Linked DNA regions of Mus musculus: all the other regions are linked to region 2. The links are chromatin contacts, called in public HiChIP or PLAC-seq and capture Hi-C maps. All regions are on one chromosome and are shown on one strand. The core of a region is the stretch at or near the end of the contact, and the rest is flanking DNA. Distances in the headings are between cores, read along the strand shown.

Region 1 (4,246 bases), core at 1,440-3,939, 450 kb before region 2:
CTGGGACCTTCCCTTTAAATACCCATTAATATAGCTCCAGGGGGAAATGCCTGTCTAACTCTCTTTATTTTCCCAAGTGATCATTTTCTTCTATTTATCAACATTATAAGTGTGTGTGTGTGTGTGTGTGTGTGTGTGTGAGAGAGAGAGAGAGATATGGTGTGTTATGTTCCAAACCAAGCCTTGCAGAAGTTTTGCAAGATTCTCCCACTGAACTACATCACAACTAAATGTATGTGTGCATACATGTGTGCTGTCTATCTCTCTATCTCTCTATCTCTCTATCTCTCTATCTCTCTATCTCTCTATCTATCTATCTATCTATCATCTATCTTCTACTTATGTTTCATCTCTCATTATCTATCTATCATCTATCTATCTATCTATCTATCTATCCCTTCCCAAACAGTTTTACCACCAAGCATTATAAGCCTATTAAATCCATTCTCTCTCAAGCCACCACAGGGTTCTCACTGAACTTGAAGCTTGCTTGGCAACCAGGAAGCTTCAGTGATTCTCCTGTCTCCATTTCATGAATATGTTGTGGTGACAGCTACATACCTAGCTTCTTATGTGGGTGTTAGGGATTTGAATTCAAATCCTCAGCCTTATTCTGCAAACCCTCTTACCCTCTGATTCATTTCCCTAACCCTGAATTAATTTCTCACAGCTACTCTAACAAATTACTGTAAACATCATGCTTGAAAGCATCAAAAATTCCTTAGATTTCTGGTTGTGGAGGTTAAAAGTCCAAAATTAGTTTCACGAGGCTAAAACCTGGTGTCAACAAAGCCACTCCTGGAAGCCCTAGGGAAGGATCTATATCTTCGCCCTTTCACCTTCCAGAGGCTGCTTGGATTCTTTGGTTTACCCCCAATCCTGGATTCCCAAAGAGGACTTGGCTATTCCCAGCTTCTGCTTTCATCTCCCAGATGGTTCCATTTGTTTCCTCTCAGAGAGGGAAAAAAAAAAAAAAAAAAAACAATCAAACCAAACCACAAACCAAACCAAAGCAAATCAAACAAAAAAAATCTTGCCTTTTTTTTGTTGTTGTTTTTAACTCTGGGTCCAGAATTGGATCCAGATACTGATCCAAGAAAATCTCTGAAAGAATTCTTTACTTGACACACCTGCAAATGGCCTTTTATCCTGGATGGTATATTCACAGGTTTTAGACATTAGAATATGGATACATAAGGGATGGCTGTTCCTTTCATTACAAGGACTTTTAGTCAAGAGCTGTGCCCCCAAATTTTAAATATAGTCAAAATCACTTCACCCATAAAAGTAGCCATAGATAATTTAATATTATAGACAAAATTGCCAGTGAGATCCGTAGTGCTCTTATGCTCTCTTACATGTTTGGGTCTATTGTAGGCTCTAGCACAGAAAACTCAAAAGCAGGTAAGCAAAAAAAAAATAGTCGGTAAGTGTGATATATAAAATAGTTTCATCACATTATCTAATAGGAAATAACTGTAGCAATGGGAATGGTGACTTCTGAGGGAGAAACTTGGAGAATTTAATGACAAGAAAGACCCAAATACATAGATATCTGAGGGAAGAACAGGAGGTTGGAAGGAAATGTAGTTTCAGAGGTTTTGAGACTGTAGGGATCATGCCTGGGCCCATAAGGACTGCACTGAGTTTGCAGTAGAGCTATGGGGCAGGAGTTGTGGAACTCTTTTAGGCCCAAGGAGGAACTCTAGTTGTATTAGGTAAGGCTGTCAGTAGGCCACAGGAAGACTGAGGAGAACTGATAGCATTGTTTGGTGGTGGGAATAAAATATTATTTTGAAATATTCGGCTTTGAGGAATGGAGCTTATGACAATGTTTACCATATGAGATGCAGGAAAAATAGTGGATATTATGGGGGGAAGATATCAAGATTTCTGCTGACATGTTAACCTCATGATGCTGGGAGTCCTCTCAGTGTCTGTGGTCAGGCACGCCTGAGTCAGCCGTATCGATCTGGGATACAGCTGTGTGCTGAGGTGTATTCTGTATTCTGGATGCCAGTTAGAACGGGATGAGGCGATCTGAGGAAGGTGAGAAGGTATCATGAGAGTTGGAATGGATGCAAGTAGTAGTAACAACGCCAGCCAATGGACACACTCTGTGCTATGTCCTGCATTTCAATTTGTTTGTGGATTTATTTCATCTTTCCAACATTTCAGTAAGGTGGCTTGTGATCTCAGCTCACTCCCATTTTATGGGAGCATAAAGATAGATTGAGGATCTCTGCCAGACTTCATGCAACTAGCAAGTAACTAAAATGGGAGGCACACTCAGAAACTCTGCTTCAAGAACCCAAGGCTCTCTACTCTTGAGTGTATACAATGTAAGACTGTAGATACAATTGCCGCTAGGATTCTTACAGACCCTGTATTCTAATATGTCAAAACATCAGCTGGAATTCAGTTGGCAGCTACTGGAGCAAGTTCCCTATGCTGTGGTGACCAGCGTGTCTGAGTTTGGTGAGGCAGTGTACCCAAATGTACAAGATACATGGAGCAGGCTTCTTGCTCATACACCAGCAGGAGAGGACCATGAAAACCCAGGATTTAGTGTGGTTGTTCAAGTCTCAAGAAAGTTACCTTGCTTGGGGTGACTGAGACTCTCACACTCACGCCATGCTCCAGAAAGGCAGCATGCTCTGGATTCATACTCTGGGGTCACGTGACCCATGGGCTAAAATTTAGAAGGGACATTCCTGTGGGCACCAGAACAGTACCAAGGCTGTTCTTACCAGTGTTTCCATGTAACTTACTTGTTAACTTGTGTTCCCATTTTTTCATGTTCTAGAATCAAAGCTCTTGTCCCCTGATTGGAGCAAAATTTAATAAGTAGGTCTCTCAGCAACCTATTTATGAAAAATTAGGAATTACTCAACAATACTGTGAAAAAAATCAGCTCATGACGAACAGCTAGGATAGCTTTGAAAGCATAAAGTGTTTGGAGTTGATTTTAGGATGAGTCACACAATAATTGCACCCAATTATTCACAAATGCAAAGGAGTTAGAATTTAAGAAAAAAAAACCTGACGTCAACATTAAATGAATACAAGTTGTGAATCATGCCTACACTATGTTCTCATATAACATCAACCTTTTGCTTTTTGGTGAAGATACACTAAAGGGAAATTTTCCATCTGCCTCAGCTTTGTCAGCACCACAGTGACAGTTTTCAGAGCACAGCGGTGATGTGCAGAGTTCTTATTTCATTGTGTGGGAAGCTACAGTTTGTTTCAGTTAGCTGAAAAACAATTGTGTGTCTGAGATAATCTAGAAGTCTGTACATGAGTCAAAGGATCATATTCAAAGGCTACCACCCAGGAACCTCATAGAAGTATGCATCCCCCAAATCTAACGTGAATGTGTGCATTCATGCAGTTCACATGAACGCTGACTCTCCCTCAGTATGAACATGAATAATAGTTGGACAGTCATATGCCACTTAATGTGTGCCAAGGACTGAGTTACAATGACGAGTTAGAAGACAAATGAGCACTGCTTGTATGAAGCTCATGAAGTAGCAGAAAAGGCATAGAATCACTAGTATAAAATAAAGTGTATCAGGGACAAGGTGACGGGCAATAGCAGGAGAGTGGTCAAAGAACTTTGCTGTTTGCTTCCCATGTTATGATGGTCTGACTTTGAATCTTACACAGGTTCTTGACAATGCACTTAAAACTTATTTTAACATTGGTTAACATTGGTCAGAAGGTTTAACTTCCATTTTGGTTCTCTGGATTAAGGTGGAGGACCTTCCTCCCTCCCTCCCTCCCTCCCTCCCTCCCTCCCTCCCTCCCTCCCTCCCTCCCTCATTCCCTCTCTCCCCTCTCTCTTTCTTTCTTCCTTCTTATCTATCTATCTATCTATCTATCTATCTATCTATCTATCTATCTATCATCTTCATCGCCATCATCTATTCACTTTATATCCTGCTTACTACACCCCCTCCTGGCACCTTCTCCCATAATTCGTCCTCCTCCCTTCTTATCTGAGTGGTTAGGGCTCCTCTGGGTATCCAGCTACCCTGCTACATCAAGTGTTTTCTGGGCTAGGTGCATCCTCTTCCACTGAGGCAGACCAGGCAGCCCAGCTAGAAGAACATATCCCATTGACAGGGAACAGCTTTTTACCCTGCTCAAGTTGTTCCTGACCCACATGAAGACCAAGCTGCATATCTGCTACATATATGTGAGGAGACCTAGGTCCAGTCTGTATATGTTCTTTGGTTGG
Region 2 (4,525 bases), core at 1,202-3,701:
AGTCATCTCAGTGCTCTCAAATCAGCAAGACATGGAATTGCTACTCCGGTGGGTAAGAAGGCCACAGTTCTAGACAGAACGTTTATTTATATCTCATTATCTAGCCACAGGCCTGGTAAGAGAAGAGGCCGTCTTAATTTGTGGATCTGATATAAGTTTCACATTCTGTCTCCACCCGGAGACCTCGGACAAGTCACTTGACTCCTGAATGAGGATAAAAAATTTTAAAATATTTAAATAAGATGTCATTTGAAACTCCTTGTATCTTATAGAATACCCCATGCAAGCACACACGAATGGTGATTATTCCTATGTCATTTCCATGACATGAGGGATGAAGCTGTGTTCCTCTCTCTGCTTATGAGACCTAGTGACACAGATACTAGCTACCAAAATAGTTTCAGCAGGTGATTCTAATATGAAGCCATTATTGACCATGACAGCTCCAGAGCAAGAATGACATTAAAAATATGTAGATGTCTGCCAGACACCCACCAATCAGAAAGCATTCTGGCAGTAAATTACCATATGGGGAATGTCAATGAATGTCAGCCAACGCTCAGGGCATGAAAATAAATTTCTTGGCCAAATAAGTTACGATATTCCTCATGATTATCTCAGACCCTCAAAGGTCATACAATTAAAAGTAAGCCCCAGATCCTCTGAGGCTCATCAGCCCGTGGAAGCCCTTGCCCAGACAAGTTGCTTCTCCTCTTCACACTTAATGGAGATGCTGGAAAGAAGGGAAACAACACCAGTGTTGAAACCTATTTTGCTACAAGTACCAGGACTATGATAAAACTGACTACACTGTCTGACCACCTCTAGCATCCTACTGCTTGGAAATTCAAATGGGAACAGAAGTTACAGGTACACTGATGTCTCTGGTGTGGAGCCAAGCTTGCAATATGAGCTGGCACTCCTGTGAGTGGTGAAGGCGAAGGTGGCCAAAATGAGCTGGTCTGGCTGGCTAGTCAACTCACCTCTCATCTAAAAGTTCATTCATTCTTTGAGACTGTCATATAACGTATTCATATCATATCCATTCTCCCAGACCTGCCTCATCATATCCACTCAACTTCCTGTCCTTTATTTTTTAACATTCACTGAGTCCAGTTTATGCTGCATGTGTATGCCTGGGGATTAGGTTACTCACTACAGAGTAATTGCCCTAATAGGAGTCACAGCTTTAAAGGAAACTAACCCTCTCTTTCTTAGAACCCTCAAGTGTTCATAGACCCCATCTCCCCACTTAGGAGTTTGGGCATATGGATCTTTTTTCTCTCCATGGTAGAATGTTGACTGGATCTTTGGAAGGCTTTGTGCACGCAAGCGCAGCTGTTGTGAGTTCCTGAGTACAGTGGTTCTTTCATGTCCAGAATACATTGCATCACTCTGGTCTCCCCTAAGCTCTGGCTCTTGCAATCTCTTCCAGTCCTTGTTCATGATGGTCCTAGAGCTTTTGTGTAGGGGCTGTGATATAGTTGTTCCATTTGTGGCTAGGCACTCTACTGACACGTTCTCTGCATGTTGATCAGTTGTGAGGTCTTTTGTGTGCTAAGCACTGTTCATTGCACAAAGAGTGCTTTCTGATGGTGTCTAAGTCATCTTAACTCTTCAGCGAGTTTTACCACCTAGCTTTAGAGAAATAAATCAAGAAGGATATCGTCCCCATGGCTTCCATTTCACCACAGCTATGTGGACAGCTGCTTTAGAGGAGTGGCTTTTTGGAGTTGAGTGTAGTCCCTAGGCAACAGGTGTTAAGAAAATGGTCATCTCAGACCTACTAATCACAAGATCTCAAATTCTGCCAACTGCAAAAAATTCTTGAAATACAGGGGGCAGGGGGGAGGCATGGTCCAAGCCTACCTTAATAAACAACTCTAGTTTGTATTATTTTAAGGTTTTTATTCAGAGCTATCTCCTACTCACTGATGGACTGGGCATTGAATGACCAAAGAAAGGTTGGAATATGAGAACGGTTTGCTTCTAAAGGAAAAGAGCATAGTCACTGGCTTTTAGGAAGAACTAACTCATAGGGTCTTGCAAAGTTAAAGGAACACCAAGAAAATAAGAAAGAAACCAGGAACACTGCATAAAACTAACTACATACATGTAGGTCCTTCTTTGGGTTGGAAATACTCTATGGTACAAGATGCTTAAGGCTTTAGGAGAAAAAAACAAAGCAAGGAGAGGCAGCTAATTATAGGGAGCATGCTGGGGAAGTAGAGCACCCTCACTGTCTCTTCTCAGCTTTGCCACTCCACAGTCACATGATACTACAGCTCAGTGACTCAGCTAAGATACATGGACTGTTTTTTTTTTTTTTTTTTTTTCCAGTTATATTATGACTGGGCATTTTCTGTGTTCCAGGATTATTCTAAAGCTAAGGGTACCATAGGAAACAAGATATGCAAAGCTCTTGTCCTCAAGGGACTTACGTCATAGCATGCTGACAGTGATTCTGCCAATCACAGTAGCTCCGCATAGATGATTCATGGTGAGGACAGAGTAGGTTGTGGAGTGGGAGTCAGGGATCTTAGGAAGATGGCATTGTGTTGAGATGAGACCTGAATTGAGCCTGGCTGATAGGTTGGGTGCCAGGCTAGGAGAGGAAACCAAGACTCAGGGATGGCCTGGGGGAATTTTGGCCTAAGCATTTGAGTGCAGGCTTACAACATTTGTTATATCAGAAGCGCTGTGGGAGGAACACTTTTGCAGAGATGTCAGAGTTTATTCTGGGACATGTATGCTTAGTGTGCCTGTGATCAAAGGGGAAGATTATGAGTTGGCTGTTCTACTGGGGGGCTGGGCTTGTCACAGTTATAAAATGCATGTGTTAAACTGTATCGTCTGTGTTCCTCTCCAATTCTGCCAGTTAACGACTCCATGAGTTAGAAATAAAAGCAAAAAGAAAGGAAAACAGACTGACAGAAACAAATAGATGAAATAAAATCAAATGTGATAAGTACAGAGAATGGATAAAAGTCACCTAGTAGGCAAATAAAAAAGGGACCTTAATTAAAATGGACGGAGAACAATATATCTTCACTTTGGCAGCTATGAAAGATAAATCAAGATCTCAAAATGGCGACTGGCACCAATTGAGTTCCATTCACTGGCACTCAGCAACTGTGGCTCGACAAGCATGTGCTTACTATATATGCCCTGTCAGTTCTTAGCATTTTCACAGAAATCACACATCTAACTGTATGACTGAGGTTGGTGGACTCCCCCACATGACCTCAAGGCAGTATGGACAAGTAGTGATTCCTAACACAAATACTATCACTTTTAAAAAGGAACGAGTTACTGTGGAATATCAGACATAGCCACAGTTATTTGTGTCCAATAGTTTCATAAAGCATATTTCAGTGACGGAGAAGCTGGCTGGGTGATGTGGAGGCCTGCAAATGAGTACACTCACATTTCCGCCTTCGTATAGTTTCCATGGCTACAGGCATATTTGAATCGCATTAGTCACACGTAGCATAAAGAAAGAACAAAAGGACGTGAAGGAACAAATGACATCAGGATGTCACAGAGATGTAGAGGTGATGAAAGCTGTATTTAAAGATCATCATTACACACGTGAAGACCTCTGTGTGCGGGAGTTCACCTCATTAAGTCGAATGCTCTTCCAGCTGCCCTGTGGCATGCTCAGAAAGAGTCCAAGTTTTCCAAAGTAAAATTAGAGTGAACTGTCCAATGTTAAAAACAAATTAATTTACTGATGGTAACATGGTAATTAGAAGAATCACAGCATTCTAACATATCCTCAGAAGTATAACTTTTATAACCAAAGGAGTATATCCATGCCCCATCAACTGATTGTATTGGTTTTCCTAGAGTGGCCTTATGTAGCAGGGTTATTGATACCAATGATCAGCTGAGCTTTATTATAATAAGTAAACAAACTCATTATTCCAAATATCAACACATACTTTTCTACTCACTTATCTATATGTATTTTCTGAAAAACAAAATCTAAGTGGTTATTAGATAAAGCTCCCTGACCTTCAACCTAAAACACAAAGCAGGGTTTTCCAACAAGGCCAAGCTCCCCCACACATGAATTCACAACACTTCTTCTCACACAGCGAACTGATAGTCAACCTTGTAGCAGAATTGAAGCCTTGCATAAATTAACGGATGCCCAGATGAACAAAGGTCAATGTGAAGTTGCTAATTGCCACATTTCTCTAGTTCACTGATTTAGTTATCAAAACCAAAATACAATAACAACCCCAGTAAAAGGCATGTCACAATATGTGACTGTGTACTAAAATAAACCTCCCATGCATATCAATGTAAAATTTTTAATGATGGTATGTGTTATTTGGTTAAATCATGCAAATACCTATGAAGGTTGGGTTGAGCATATTCACAGACACAGAACCCACACAAAGTGGGTTTGCTTTATAAGCGCTTTGTTCCCACATACATATTTACTCTTTTGATTAATCATTATTTTCAGTATTTTTAACTTCAGTGGAATTTGAAGTCACAGTATTCTCAAATAGAA
Region 3 (4,191 bases), core at 918-3,417, 400 kb before region 2:
AAACAAACAAACAAACAAACAAACAAACAAGACATAAAATAATAAACATAACCATCCACAGCTCAACTCTTAATCCTGTGATACTCAAGAACTTCTAACTAGATTTAATATCCCAAAGATTCCACGATCTCTCAGCCATGCCTTCCTGGGACAAAGTAAAACACAATTGTTTCTTGGGAATGCTCAGGCTATACCCAACCCAACAAGCTGGTGTTTCTCACTGTCTGTATTCCATCTACTTGATTTCTAATACACAGAAATCAAATATCTATTAAGCCTCTCTGTAACTGAACTCTCTTTAAACTTTTAGCTCCGACAGATTTCGTGAGGAAGGTGATTTTGAAGCAGTCTGCATCTCAGAGGAATACTGGGCATCCAACGATCACAGAGTATCTGGGTTCAAAAGAACAGCAAGGAACACCTTGATTGTATTTCTTACTGCATTTCTGAGGAAACCATTCAATAATTACTGATTTAATTATACTTTCTTCCCCAATCTAGGGCACAAGAAACCTTTGTTTGGAATGTCTAGTGTGTCAACCACAGGTAAATACCAAGGGTGGCTTAGGTGACCTATTTCCGTTTTTGTCTACTTTAAAGCTGCTTTGATCACTACTATTATTTATAAGGTTTTCAGTGGTGGATCAAAGGCTATCTGTAGCCCATATTTTACTGGATTTATTCTTCAAGGTCACTGCTCTCCTGACTTCTGATTGTTTCACTCTGAAGTTGTCATATGATTTCTCCTGTTTATTAGTAGGCACTTTCTCATTTCCTCTCTTATGTGTTAATATTTTTATGACGTGTTCCTTTTATACTTCTTTCTGTTATACTCTAAAGCATCCTGAAACTACTAAGTATGTTTTGGAGCAACGTATTTTTTAAATCAAATTAATAGATCAATTTATTATTTAATAACCAAGTAGACAAGTCTAATTGTTCCTAAGGAAGTTGACTTTTTTGGATGACGGTGATCTGGACTCCTATGTGTAGATCATGTTGAGCTCCAGGTACATGCTATCTGCATAGAAGTAGAATCCAGAGTGCAAAGTGATTATCTTCATTAATCCCTATTTCAGTGCTTCCGTCTCGCCAGTCACTCCAGGAAGAAACTATTTTTACTTTTCCCAGCTCCTTTGCCAACAGCAGTCCTATTTCTTAGAATATTTTTTCAACATTTTCTTCTAAGAAGCTCCCCCTCTTTTGCTCTGAATCACCCCTTATCACGCATGGGTAGACTCCCATCATGATCCTTTTTACATAAATTTAAGAACCTCTTGACTTGCACCTTGCTTTCCGATATCTTCCCTCAAACCTTATCCCCTGTTCAAACATGGCATCAGTATCTAAACTATAAATGGTTTCTCTGAGACTTTTCTTTTGCTGTTTTCACTCTTTTCACTGTTTAATAGCTAAAATCGAAGTTTCTTAACACACCCGTCACATCATACCCATTTAGGACATACCCATAAACCTCTTGACCTTGATCACAATGTTTAACTTCCTATATCTGGCTTCTCTTTTACAGTGTGGACTGTATCTCTCACTCAGAAACCATGTTATTATCTACACACTTTCATTTCCTCCATTCCCCACCTTCCTCCTCCACTGAATGTGAAAGTCCTGCTTAGTTTTCCTAAATGAGATCAGAAGCTCTTGTTGAAGTCACCCGCACAATCCCTCGTGATTTCCTTGGTGGGCCGATTTGGCTTTGCACACTTCCAGCACAGCTTTCTATCTATGTGTTTACATGACTATCACGCCTTACCAAATAGGAATCTTTACACATGGGCACTGTGCTCTTTCTATTTAGATGTTCAGGGTCTGGACTAATGATTGAAATATAGTAATTTTTCATCTGAGCACTAGTGAGAGAGGAAGTTTTTCATAGCCTTCCTTCTTTAAAGCCTCCAGACTTCAATTTAGCACTTTGGGAGCTTGGTCTGTGATCTATCTGATTTACAGGCAGGGAGGCAATGAGGACAATGTAGAAGGAGACAGGTCCTTGTGTATTCCCATTTGCCCTGGTATAGCCAAAGTCCTGTGGTTCAGCTGCACAAATATTTCTGAGATATATTTTAATTCAGACTGCCCGTTGCTTGTCTCCATGTCTGAATTGTCTCTCCCCGACTTCCTTGTCATAAATTATGTCTTTCCCAATCTAACCACGGTAATCTTTGCCAGATGTTAACATTCCTGACTGTGTTCTGAAATTCTTAGACAAAAGTCTAAGCTCCTTATGACTGTTTTTAATAATGCTGGTATATTCTGGCTTTGACTGTTTCTCCAGCTTCATGTGTCGCCATTCTGCCCTAGATCACCTGGGCTCCACTAGATGAAATAGGTGGTATTTCATCAGATCTGCCTTGTTTTAGTTCCTTCTGGGTTGTGAAGATTTTCTTTGGACACTTTCTCTTTGTCTCTTCATTTTTTTTTAAACTTTTAACTGCTCACTCAAGTCATAGACTGGCTATTACCCACCCCAGAAGGCTTTCCTTTGTAAACAAACCCAGATTAGAAATATCTTCTCTCTTCGTTCTACCAATTTCTCTTATTTGCTCCTGTTGATCTACCATATACAAATATCATACCATTCACGGTAGCCTTTCCTGTTGTTCGTGTAACTTAATCAACTAAGACTTTGGAAAGCAGAAATTCTGCCAGTGTTTCTTGCTATGTAGATAGTAGATTGAGCAGAAACTTTCACACAGTCGTGCCAAATATTATTCAATGAGAAAATGAATGAACCCATGAAAAACAATTTTGTGTCATCTACCGGGATTCTTTTTGACATGATCTCTAGAGTACTGGAGAAAAGAAACTGAAACACACAAGTTTAAGGAGACCTAGAGAGGGAGGAATCACTGCTAATTATACACAAAGCTGCGCCTCCCCCACAACCCAGCACTGCTTTTCAAGTGAGAGAAGAGACCATGGGTTTTTATGATCTCTAATTTCCTTCCAAGTTTAACAGTCAGCCTGAAATCCAGAGTTCTCATAAGATGAAGGATCTGTGTGAATGACTATCAAGGGAAACATGATGATCAAGACAGATGGGGTGGGGGAGATGGAGTTCTGTTCGATAATGTCACTGCTCCTCTGTAAGAAGGGAAGTCCCCTTTCTGTGCCAATGTGACTTGAAGTCACTAACCATGATCAGGTATGCCAGAAATAGTTTTCTAAAACTATCATGAAGTTGAGATCTGACCCCACAGCAGGAGTATGGGTTCAGGAAGGCAAGCTTGTAAATATTTTTGTCAAATCCTTGTGTCTTCTTGTGAGTCAAAAGGGTAACATTAATGATTCAGCAAGATTGCTCAATTTGGAGGCCTTAATGTAAGCTTCGAACACTTGAGAGGATGGAGCATAGGGAGGAAGTGTTGCCACCTCGGATGAGTCTTGAGTTATTTATAAATATTGTGTCAATTAATTTTAAATTGGCCATATTTAATTTGGGGCTGAAAATAGACCGGACTTCCTCCTTAGATTGCTCATATGATTCCAAAGAGTTCAGAAGGATTTTTAAAATATTTTTTCCTTTGTAACTCCTGTCTATTAGTTGTATCAAACAGTGAGACTCATCATGACATTGACACATGTATGATATTTATCTTATTATATTCATACTTCCACTACTATCTTTTCTTCCTCAAATAATATTTTCCTTTTCTCCATGAAATAACATTTTATTAATTTTTTTTGTTTTTTGTTTTTTTGAGACAGGGTCTCTCTGTGTAGCCCTGGCTGTCCTGGAACTCACTTTGTAGACCAGGCTGGCCTCGAACTCAGAAATCTGCCTGCCTCTGCCTCCTGAGTGTTGGGATTAAAGGTGTGCGCCATCACACCTAATTATGTGAGAATTTTGTACACTATATTTGGCCAACTCTTCACAGATCCACCCAATTTCATCAACTCTCCTCTCTCTCTTTAACTCATTGAGTCTATTTTGCTTTGTCCACATATCCTTGGGGCTGTCCTGGAACATGGTCCATCTAATCGGGGTCATTGTCTTAACTCTACTTTATTGGGGTATTAAGATATTTTTCGTGTATTGATTATTAGTGAAACATTGAAAAATACCTTTTGATCCTTGACGGCAAGCCAAAGACTTTTAGATGTTTACCTTAAGAAACTTATTTTTTGTATTTCTTTTTCTTTATTAGATATTTTCTTCATTTACATTTCAAATGC

Evidence for each region. HiChIP or PLAC-seq counts read pairs in DNA pulled down with a chosen protein or histone mark. Capture Hi-C pulls out chosen DNA fragments and counts their contacts.
Region 1: an H3K27ac HiChIP or PLAC-seq map of embryonic fibroblasts shows a contact between it and region 2, with 7 times the contacts expected there. The contact joins two enhancer-like sites. A contact is called at or near these places in 1 of 484 Hi-C or Micro-C datasets (bone marrow-derived macrophages) and 1 of 115 datasets of contacts at active chromatin or transcription factors (embryonic fibroblasts).
Region 3: a capture Hi-C map of bone marrow-derived macrophages shows a contact between it and region 2, with 16 times the contacts expected there. The contact joins two enhancer-like sites. A contact is called at or near these places in 1 of 15 datasets of contacts at CTCF or cohesin (the NIH/3T3 cell line), 3 of 484 Hi-C or Micro-C datasets (bone marrow-derived macrophages, muscle stem cells and nephron progenitors), 1 of 115 datasets of contacts at active chromatin or transcription factors (bone marrow-derived macrophages) and 1 of 9 other capture datasets (bone marrow-derived macrophages).

What each region holds. Positions count from the first base shown.
Region 1 is chr13:110,989,769-110,994,014 of GRCm38.p6, reverse strand. No RefSeq gene overlaps it. Among named protein-coding and RNA genes, the nearest start is that of 4930526H09Rik, 88 kb to the right of the region's middle. Within about 2 kb of position 2,689, at least 14 of the 459 cell types and tissues checked have an H3K27ac peak or open chromatin away from gene starts, as enhancers often do. A contact at or near this core is called in embryonic fibroblasts, where this site is marked.
Region 2 is chr13:110,539,712-110,544,236 of GRCm38.p6, reverse strand. No RefSeq gene overlaps it. Among named protein-coding and RNA genes, the nearest start is that of Gm32990, 27 kb to the left of the region's middle. Within about 2 kb of position 2,451, at least 74 of the 459 cell types and tissues checked have an H3K27ac peak or open chromatin away from gene starts, as enhancers often do. A contact at or near this core is called in the NIH/3T3 cell line, bone marrow-derived macrophages and embryonic fibroblasts, where this site is marked.
Region 3 is chr13:110,942,242-110,946,432 of GRCm38.p6, reverse strand. No RefSeq gene overlaps it. Among named protein-coding and RNA genes, the nearest start is that of 4930526H09Rik, 40 kb to the right of the region's middle. Within about 2 kb of position 2,167, at least 38 of the 459 cell types and tissues checked have an H3K27ac peak or open chromatin away from gene starts, as enhancers often do. A contact at or near this core is called in the NIH/3T3 cell line and bone marrow-derived macrophages, where this site is marked.